Linked DNA regions of Gossypium arboreum: region 1 is linked to region 2. Evidence: chromatin contacts called from public Hi-C data. All regions are on one chromosome and are shown on one strand. The core of a region is the stretch at or near the end of the contact, and the rest is flanking DNA. Distances in the headings are between cores, read along the strand shown.

What was found. Hi-C and Micro-C count contacts between places; a contact is called where the count stands out from the background.
Region 1: a contact with region 2 is called in a Hi-C map of leaf, with 4 times the contacts expected there. The contact joins the promoter of LOC108460349 here to the promoter of LOC108469888 in region 2. A contact is called at or near these places in 2 of 5 Hi-C or Micro-C datasets (both in leaf).

Annotation. Positions count from the first base shown.
Region 1 is chr12:31,413,605-31,418,399 of ASM2569848v2, reverse strand. LOC108460349 (probable methyltransferase PMT26) reads left to right here and starts at 1,891. Exons shown (of 9, transcript XM_017759806.2): 1 at 1,891-2,314; 2 at 2,527-3,642; 3 at 3,733-3,882; 4 at 4,119-4,389; 5 at 4,514-4,624; 6 at 4,713-4,795. The coding sequence starts at 2,584.
Region 2 is chr12:31,189,784-31,194,235 of ASM2569848v2, reverse strand. LOC108469888 (E3 ubiquitin-protein ligase RGLG3) reads left to right here and starts at 2,342. Exons shown (of 13, transcript XM_053023040.1): 1 at 2,342-2,587; 2 at 3,860-3,879; 3 at 3,967-4,043. The coding sequence starts at 3,975.

The DNA.
Region 1 (4,795 bases), core at 642-3,141, 220 kb before region 2:
CTTACTCTGTTTTATTGTTTTATAGTACTTGGAGGTTCATAAAGGTTGGAAGTTGATCGGAGCTACATCACACTATCCTACAGCTCGTTTCGATATAAATAGCAAAAATTTCTTTTGAGTATAATGGCATATATAGGCTAAAGTTGTTAAGGATGGCATATATGTGTTTGGTTGGGATTAGCCATTGGTATGGCTTGTAAATGGTATGTTTTGATATATAAAATGGTCTTAATATGCTTAATGTGTGTTTGAAATGGATGATTAATGAAAATCATAAAGGCATATTGATTATGATAGTAAAATTGATAGAACATGCCTATATGTACATATGGTATTTTGGTAAGTATAGATACTTGAGCATATGTCTTGATATGTCTTACATAAAAATTATTTTGGCTTGATTTGAATGATTTATATTGGATTGGGAATGTGTTAAAATGTTAATGTAGGTGAAAGACCAGTTTGGGTGAGAAATAAGGCTTGGAAATGGCCTTATTTTGTCCACACAGGCATAGACACAGGCGTGTGTCTCAGCCTGTGTGACAATGGCCATGCGCACGGGCGTGTGGTTCGGTCGTGTCTCCTCTGCATCTTTAAAATTGCAAAACATAATGCTCAGGTTTTTCACACGGGCAGAGACACGGGCGTATGTCTCAGCCTTGTGTGGCATACGGCCTGGCACACGGGTGTATGACTTGGCCATGTGCCCCTGCACCTAATTAATGTAAATTAAAATGTTCACACGGCCTAACACACTAGCATGTGGCTTGGTCGTGTGACCCAAGTCAGTAACCACCTTAATTTAGACACGGGTTTTCGAATGTCCACACGGCTTGAGACACGGGTGTGTCTCTCGACCGTGTGAGATACACAGCCTAGCCACACGGGCGTGTGTCCCTTACACATTGGAAAATTTTTGAGATTTTGCAAAAAATTCTTTGAGTTCCCAGTTTAGTCCTGACTTGTTTTAAATGCATATTTTGGGTCTCGAGGGCTCATTTAAGGGACAATATGATTGATTTCGAATATGAATAGTAAATGATATGAATTAACTATATTTGTTCTATAAACTCCGGTAATACTCCGTAACCTTGTACTGGAGACGAATATGGGTTAGGGGTGTTACAAAATTTGTTCAGAAATATTTACATAAAATATTTTGGTCAAAATAGAAAGATACAACTCAAGTAGAATTAAATTCGTGAAGTTTTTGGACCAATAGTCCAAATATTTAAATGTGTAAAGCCAGTGAGAGTTCAAATGAAGTAGTTTTGCGAAAAAGAAATAAGAAATATAAAGTTTTTCACTAAGTCTTGGCATTGATTATGAAAATATTCTTTTGTGGTGGATGTAATAACTTTTAGATATCTTATTAATGTAACAGTTCATGAGAATTTGATATACGTCTAATGATAGTTGTTACAATTTTTATATGAATCACCATATAGTGACGTTTATATTAAAATCTTTGAAAAATTTGGAATGTTAGAAGCATATATAAATTATTAGGAAATTGTTCAATATATTTTCGTAAATATTTATTGAATTGATTTGAACATATGTTTTTATAGAAGGATCGTGATCAAAGTTTATGATGATTATTGTGCAAACTCCTAAAGAGATCAACACATATTTTCCCCAAATTTCTCCTCACTTATGACTTTCAAAAGAATGGCGATATAAATACTTATGTGATGTTTTTATAAGTAGAATAAATACGTGTTGTACTTTTTTTTACTAAAATAATGTTTTGTCCTATTAGATTTTTCAGATAAGATTTTGAATGAAACAATATGTTATATACATTATAGATACAAGTACTTTTTTCCTTCACTATAATATTTTTTTAAATTTTATCTATATATATAAACTTTGAAGAGGATTATAAATATCCTTATTCATCTATCTCTATGTTTTTTTATTGTATTTATTCTCCGTTTCATAACAAAAACATGTTATACAATCTGTAAAATGGCAAAATTGTCATTTGATTAGTGCATCCTCAATCCAATAGTTATTTTTTTGCAAAAATAAAAATACCTCTTATTGATTCCGCGGCTTTTTCCTTTTACCTTGGCCGTCACTTTAGCTCTCTCTAGTCTCTTCAACGCCTTGTTTTCTCCTTATATAAACTCTAAAATCTAGTTCCCTTGTATTAAACCATCAATTAGATTTCTTTTTTCTCATTGCTTTTTTCCCCTTAATTTCCATTGACAGCTATAAGCTAGAATTCTTTGCTTAATGCAGAAACAATGAAGCAGTAAAGATAGTTAAGAATTTTCTCTTTCAGATCTCTTCAGTTTTGGATTTTCTGGTAAATTTCGTTTTCTTTGTTTGTTGTAGATCTAGTTGGATTTTGACTAGATCTGGTTGTTTCTGACTATAATTTTGAAATATGTAGTTACTTGTTTATATATGCTAGTGTTTGCTTTTAATTCTATTAGATCTTATTTGAGCTGCATTTTTTTTAATGAATCATTAGCTTTTCGTTGAAATATAGTTTTGAACTTTTATTTTTGAAAATAGATTTCAGGTGTGGAATTTTGAAGTATTGACTAGAAAGGAAGGGAATACTGAGTGATCATGGCGTTAGGGAAATATAGTAGAGTAGATAATAATAATAATAATAGGAAATCGTCTTCGAGTTATTGTTCCACTGTCACTATTGTGGTTTTCGTGGGATTATGTTTAGTTGGGATTTGGATGTTGACGTCGTCCTCGGTTGTCCCTGTTGAAACCGGGAACGGATCGGCTGAGGAAAAGAAAAATCAGGTTGAAGATCAGGTTACACCGGTAACCAGTGATAACAATGACAGCAGTAACACCTCAGACTTTGAAGATAACCGCGGGGATTTACTTGATGATGCCACCAAAGGGGACGGGAACGTGAGTTTAGCTGAAAATGATGGTAAAGGTAACTTGAATACACAAGAAAATCAGGATAAAAATGAAGACACTCAAATGGATGAGTCCAAGAAGCATGATGAGCAGTCAGCTTCAGAAGGTGGAGAGAAAAGTGGTGACGACTCGGGTGGACAAGGGGATTCCCTAGAGAATTCTGACGACAAGAAATCTGATTCGGATGAGACTGACAAGAAATCTGATTCAAATGAGAATGACAAGAAATCTGAAGAGAACAATGAGAAATCTGATCTTGATGATGGTGACAAGAAACAAGATGAAAGCTCCTCCGAAACTAATGGCGATCAGGCGGATAATCAGATAGAAGAGAAGGTTGATCAAAATGATAATAATGAGTTGGAAAAAAGCTCTGATGAACCAAAAGATGATGGTCAGCTGAAAAACCAGAGCTCAAATGAAGTTTTCCCATCTGGTGCTCAATCTGAACTTTTGAATGAAACCGTGACCCAAACTGGATCGTTCTCTACTCAGGCGACAGAATCAAAGATTGAAAAGGAAACTCAGTTATCATCCAAGAAATATAGTTGGAAGCTGTGCAATTCCACTGCGGGGCCTGATTATATCCCATGCCTTGACAATTTGGAAGCAATCAGGCATCTTCCTTCTACTAAACATTATGAACATCGAGAGAGGCACTGTCCAGAAGAACCACCAACCTGCCTTGTTCCTCTTCCTGAACGATATAAGCGTCCAATTGAGTGGCCAAAAAGCAGGGAAAAGGTACTTTAACATAACATGTGCTAGTTCATTTTTTGGCTCTGATATTTGGCTTGATCAGATGCAGTAACAAATATTTTCCTGCCGCGGCAGATTTGGTACTACAATGTTCCCCATACCAAATTGGCACAAATTAAGGGGCATCAGAATTGGGTGAAAGTTACTGGAGAATACCTCACATTTCCTGGTGGTGGAACCCAGTTTAAGCACGGCGCGCTTCATTATATCGACTTCATAGAAGAGGTGAGTGCTCCAAATGAATGTATTGTCTTCACATTTTTGTTCTCTATTATTACAGTGGTAATTCTTATCATACGTGATCAATTGTTATGATATATCAGTTATGTTTCTTGTAAGGCATCTGCTATTTTGATTTCTGTAATCTATCATCATATATTAGTTTGTTCATGGTTGATATTATATCCTCTTGCAATTTGTTCTCTCAATATGTGCTTAATTTTTTACTTCTTGTTCTTCAGTCTGTGCCTGATGTAGCTTGGGGAAAACGGTCTCGCGTAGTATTGGATGTTGGATGTGGGGTTGCCAGCTTTGGAGGTTTTCTTTTTGACAGAAGTGTTGTTGCCATGTCCTTTGCACCAAAAGATGAACATGAAGCTCAAGTACAATTTGCACTTGAAAGGGGAATTCCTGCTGTGTCTGCTGTGATGGGTACTAAGAGACTTCCCTACCCTGGCAGAGTATTTGATATTGTTCATTGTGCACGATGTAGAGTTCCATGGCACATAGAAGGTACTTACAACCTTATTTTTAAGTATTTAGTTATAAGCCATCTTGGATTCATAGTAATCAGTCACTGGAGTGTACCTTATGAATTTTCAGTGCTTGAACATTCACCAGTCTTAGCAATATGCAGGTGGTAAACTCCTCTTGGAGCTGAACCGTGTCCTGCGACCTGGTGGTTTCTTTGTGTGGTCTGCTACTCCAATTTATCAGGACAAGACTGAAGATGTTGAAATCTGGGAAGGTATATTTACATTGTACCATCTCTGGGTCTTGTGTGAGAAATCTATCGTGTGTAACAACTTCTCAATTTATATGTGGATTTTCTGCAGCTATGGTTGAACTAACAAAATCAATGTGCTGGGAGCTTTTAAACAAAACTAGTAAGGATGCAGTAAATGGCGTGGCTGTAGCA
Region 2 (4,452 bases), core at 1,093-3,592:
TGACAACATAACTAACACATAATGAAAATGCTTGTATTCAAGCTCCTTAAGTATGAAAACTAGTTTAATCTGCTACACCAAATTACGACAAATTAATTAACCTGTGACAGAGTTGGTGAAAATAGGGTTTCCAGCTAAGAGGAATTGTCGTGCAGTGCAGAAAAGATGAAACATTAATCGAGATGACAACATTTGCTTGGTGAAACGTGAATTGGGTCGGCACTTGTTGCCAATAATCAACAGACAACAAGTGCTGACCAGATTCATGTTTCACCAAGCAACCGCTGTCGGTCTGATTCGCAATTTATCTTTTCTGCACCACACAACTCCTCTCTATTGGAAACCTTATTGCTGCCAACTCTGTCACAGGTTATAGTAACGAGTTCACCGCTTTTGGTAAAGACGAATAAAACGAATTACTTGATTATATTGGAAGGCCTCTATGTTTTTTTATATGACCATGATCTTAGACTTCATGAGTTTTATAAAACATCCTCTACTGATGAGGTGAAACTCGTTGTCGTGTCTGCATAACCACTTTCAACTAGCCCCTTTGTTATACTCCATCCTTTGACAGCATGACTTTTGTAAACTTGAAGCCCTATATACACTTCAGCCTGTGACTGTTTAATCTGCGCCAACTGGGACCTTAAGTTGCAATGCAATCCTGGCTTCTCAGGTGATGGCTCCATCCTCACACGGCAGGAGAAATTTTTAGGTCACCGCGCTCCACGGCATCACCGTAAATTCAAACATACGTTAAAACTAAAACAATGTTTATCTCAAACACAAATAAAAATAAATCTATAAACTTCTAATTTCCAATTGCAAGAAAAAAATTTAACAAAGTGAAAACGCGTCTTGTAGGTCTTGTTTTTATTTCTCTGCTAAAAAAAATAGATCCTGGTAAATAAAAAAATATAATTACTTAAATTAAAAAAAAATCAGCATATATGTTTAATTCACCCATGCATATCAAGTACCTACTGAAAATCATTAAGCAATATGGAAGACTGATTAATCATGTAAAGCTTAAACATATGGATTAAAATTTAAAGAGAGGAAAATTTGTTTATTAACAAAAGTCAATAGCGTGGGGTTCAACTAGACCTTTAAAATTTATAGACAAGTACAGGGATCTATTAAAAAATGTTAAATATAAATTAAAAATATTTTAGATAAGTTCAAAAAGTATTATTAAATTTTTATTTAAAATAATTTTAAATATAATTTAATAAAATATTTATTTTTGGAAATATACAAGTTAAAGCCTTTTTTAATCATTCCATACTTTTCTCTTTTCTCAATCTGTTCATTTTCATTTTCTTTTTATTAAACTTAGAAAAACTAAAAAAAAAAAAGTTTCTTTCCGGTTTCTCCTCCACTTCTAACCACCGTGACCACCATTTTTAATTACCATAACCTTACCCAAAAAAGTTCTTGACTTCATCTGTTGCAATTTTTAAATTTCAATAGTTCATTTTTTCAATTATTTTTCTCTAAAAATCACCAAAAAATTATAAATCTACAAAAAAAGAAGAAGACAAAATCCAACTAAAATGTTGAATAAAGAAAAAGAAAAAAAAAAAGGAGATTTAGACCTGATTAGGGAAATACTGAAATGTTGATTCAACTAAAAGCTTCTGCTGACACTTGAAAGTAGTAGCTAGGTTTTCACTTTTTAGTCTTTAAAGTTTGGGGTACTTGGATGTATAGGACAAAAGGGTTGTCACTTTTCAGTTTGGGTCCTTTTTCTTTTGGGCTTTGGCATGGATGAGCTGTGGGGAGGAGAGAGATGTGTAAGCATGCTAATTTGGGCCTGAGTCAAAAAAGTCCTTCATTAGGTTTGACATGTTCTCAATTTTTGTTTAAATTTATTTTTCAAATTTATATTTTGCTAAAATCTTCTCTTTTTTCAATACAAATTATTATGCTCTTTTGTGTGATAGAATATTTCTATTTGGTGACTTGCTCTACCGATTTGTAATGATAATTTATTTAATAAATAATTAACACGATGCATTCTTTTTCAATCATTGAATTGATGAATGATTTTTATAATATATTTAAAATTATTCATAATTTTTCTAACTTTTAAATAAAAGGATAAAGAGCATTTGAGCACTCACATATTCCAACTATAATAACAATATCAATACTAATAGAATTAAAAAAGTTAAAAAAGAAAGAAAGAAAAAGATAATTTTTTAGGAATATTTTTATATTATATGATATATGTATATATAACGTACTAATCTGGTCCACGTTCTGATCACTATTGGCTAGCAAAGTCAACGAATCTGTTACAAATCTACATGGCAGCAAAAGATAATGAATCCAACGATAATTACTGGACTGTGACAGCAAATAATGGAAGTAGTCCTGTAGGACTAGAATATTCGGGTGTTGAAACTGAAATAAGACTAGTGAACCGTCGGACAAGAAAAGAAAAGCCATGAAAAATTCTAAAAAATCGTCAACAAAAGCGTCTTTATTCATGAATATCGTTTTTTTATACTCAAACAGATTTCAATCCAATTGAATCTTCATCACTGTTCGTTTTTCTTTTCTCTCTCTTATCAGAAAGGTAACTTTCTCAACAAAGTTCCCTTTGTTTCCATGCAAATGACTTCTTCCTCTTCTTTTTAATTTTAATTTTTGCATTTGTTGGATTACTTTTACCATCTTTGATCTGTTTCTTCATTTCTTTAGTGTATATATGATTTTTATTGAAGGAATGGAATTTGAATTAATTTAGATTATTCTTATTGCTAGGAAGTAAGTTGGATGAAAATAGAAATGGGTCTAATTAAAGAAACTGAGTATAAAGTTGTTTTCATCTAATAGAGAAATCCATTTTTTTCCCATAAATTTCTAGTTGATTGCTGGATATGATTATCGAAGAAGTTAAAAAGGGGGAGTTTTGGAATAGCAAATCCAGCTTTGAACGTTTTAGTTTTTATTTTATTTTCTATGGTTTCTTAGCTTCTTATTGCTTTTAAAATGGAAATTATAGGATTTATGATAGATAAACAAACTTCAGATAGATAAAGGTTGTGGCTCTGTTAAACTGTTTTGGATTTTTTAGGGGTATATATATGCTTTTCTGAGTTAATATTTTCTTTATTGCTGTTTTCTTTTTGCTTATTTTCTAGTGGAATTTGTCCAAAATTTTGGGGTCTTAAAAGTGTCATGGAAACACATAAATACTCTAATTTGAAACTGGAAAAGATATATAACTTCAATTCCTTCGGAAATTGTATGATCTTTCGTGCAAGAAGAAAGGGCTAATCTGTATCATCTTGACTTGGGTTTGATTTATTTAGTTTTTTAAAGAAAATGGCTTCTCCTATCTGTATTGAATTGGCGTTTTATTTCCACGAGTTTTCTATAGAGTAAAAGTGATCAGTTGTAAGCAAAATCATTGATTAAATGGTAAATATTGCTATTAGAATTGTTCCATTTAGAAGTAAGATCACACATTTTTTTTATTAACCCTTTTCAAAATTATTGTTTGTTTTTGAATTCGGAATCTTGTAAATTCATCTCTGCATGAATTGTAGCAGTTCTTGAAGTTATTTGTATCCTAGCTCTTATTATTTTTTAAAGTAGTTGGTTATAAATTTTAGTTTCTCACCTGAGGCTGAATTCGTATATGCTGGAATGGAACTCTTTGCAATGCAAGTTAATGAATGAAGCTCTGAGAGAGTAAATGCTTGAAAAAGAAACTGTAAGTGTTGTGCCTTATGCGGTATTTGTATGTAAGAATAAACTAGTCTTCTTTGAAAAAAAATGAAAAAGGAAAGAATAAATTAGCATTTCCTGACAATTGTAAAGATGTGTTTCTGTTTTAGTAAAGGTACCAATTCCTCACCTCAGGTATGGGAAATACAGAATCAGGATATGATGATTCGCTTCAAACTGACTTTTGGCATCAACCTTCTTATGAACCTTCTTCCCTAGCAGGAAGTTCAATGGATCGAAACTATCAACCCAGGCAGCAAGCCCCGTTTATACCTGACAATTTTAGTTCTTTGGATCAGGTTTTTACTGTTACTTTAGCTTTGAATTATTAATTTGTATAATAGGAGATATTATTTGTTGATAGTTCAACTCATAAGGTGAAAATATGGCTCATACCATTATAGAATGGCATATTCTTTGTTTTTTTTTTTTTTTTTTGGGTGGCTGCTTAGTCTTGTTTGAAAAATAACACTTTCACAGTCAATTGCCAGTCTAGAAAGAAAAGTGACCTGTTCTGATGTTTCGAACTGATACCTTAAATTTAAACATATTGAACAGCAAAAAATTAATTCCAGAACTGGTTGGTTATCATGGAAAGATTAATACAAAATCATTCATCTTAAATTTAAAGGATGATTTGGATGGTTTTAAATTATTGAATGCAGGCTGATGATGCACATTAGCTGGAGTAATTAAATACATTGAGAA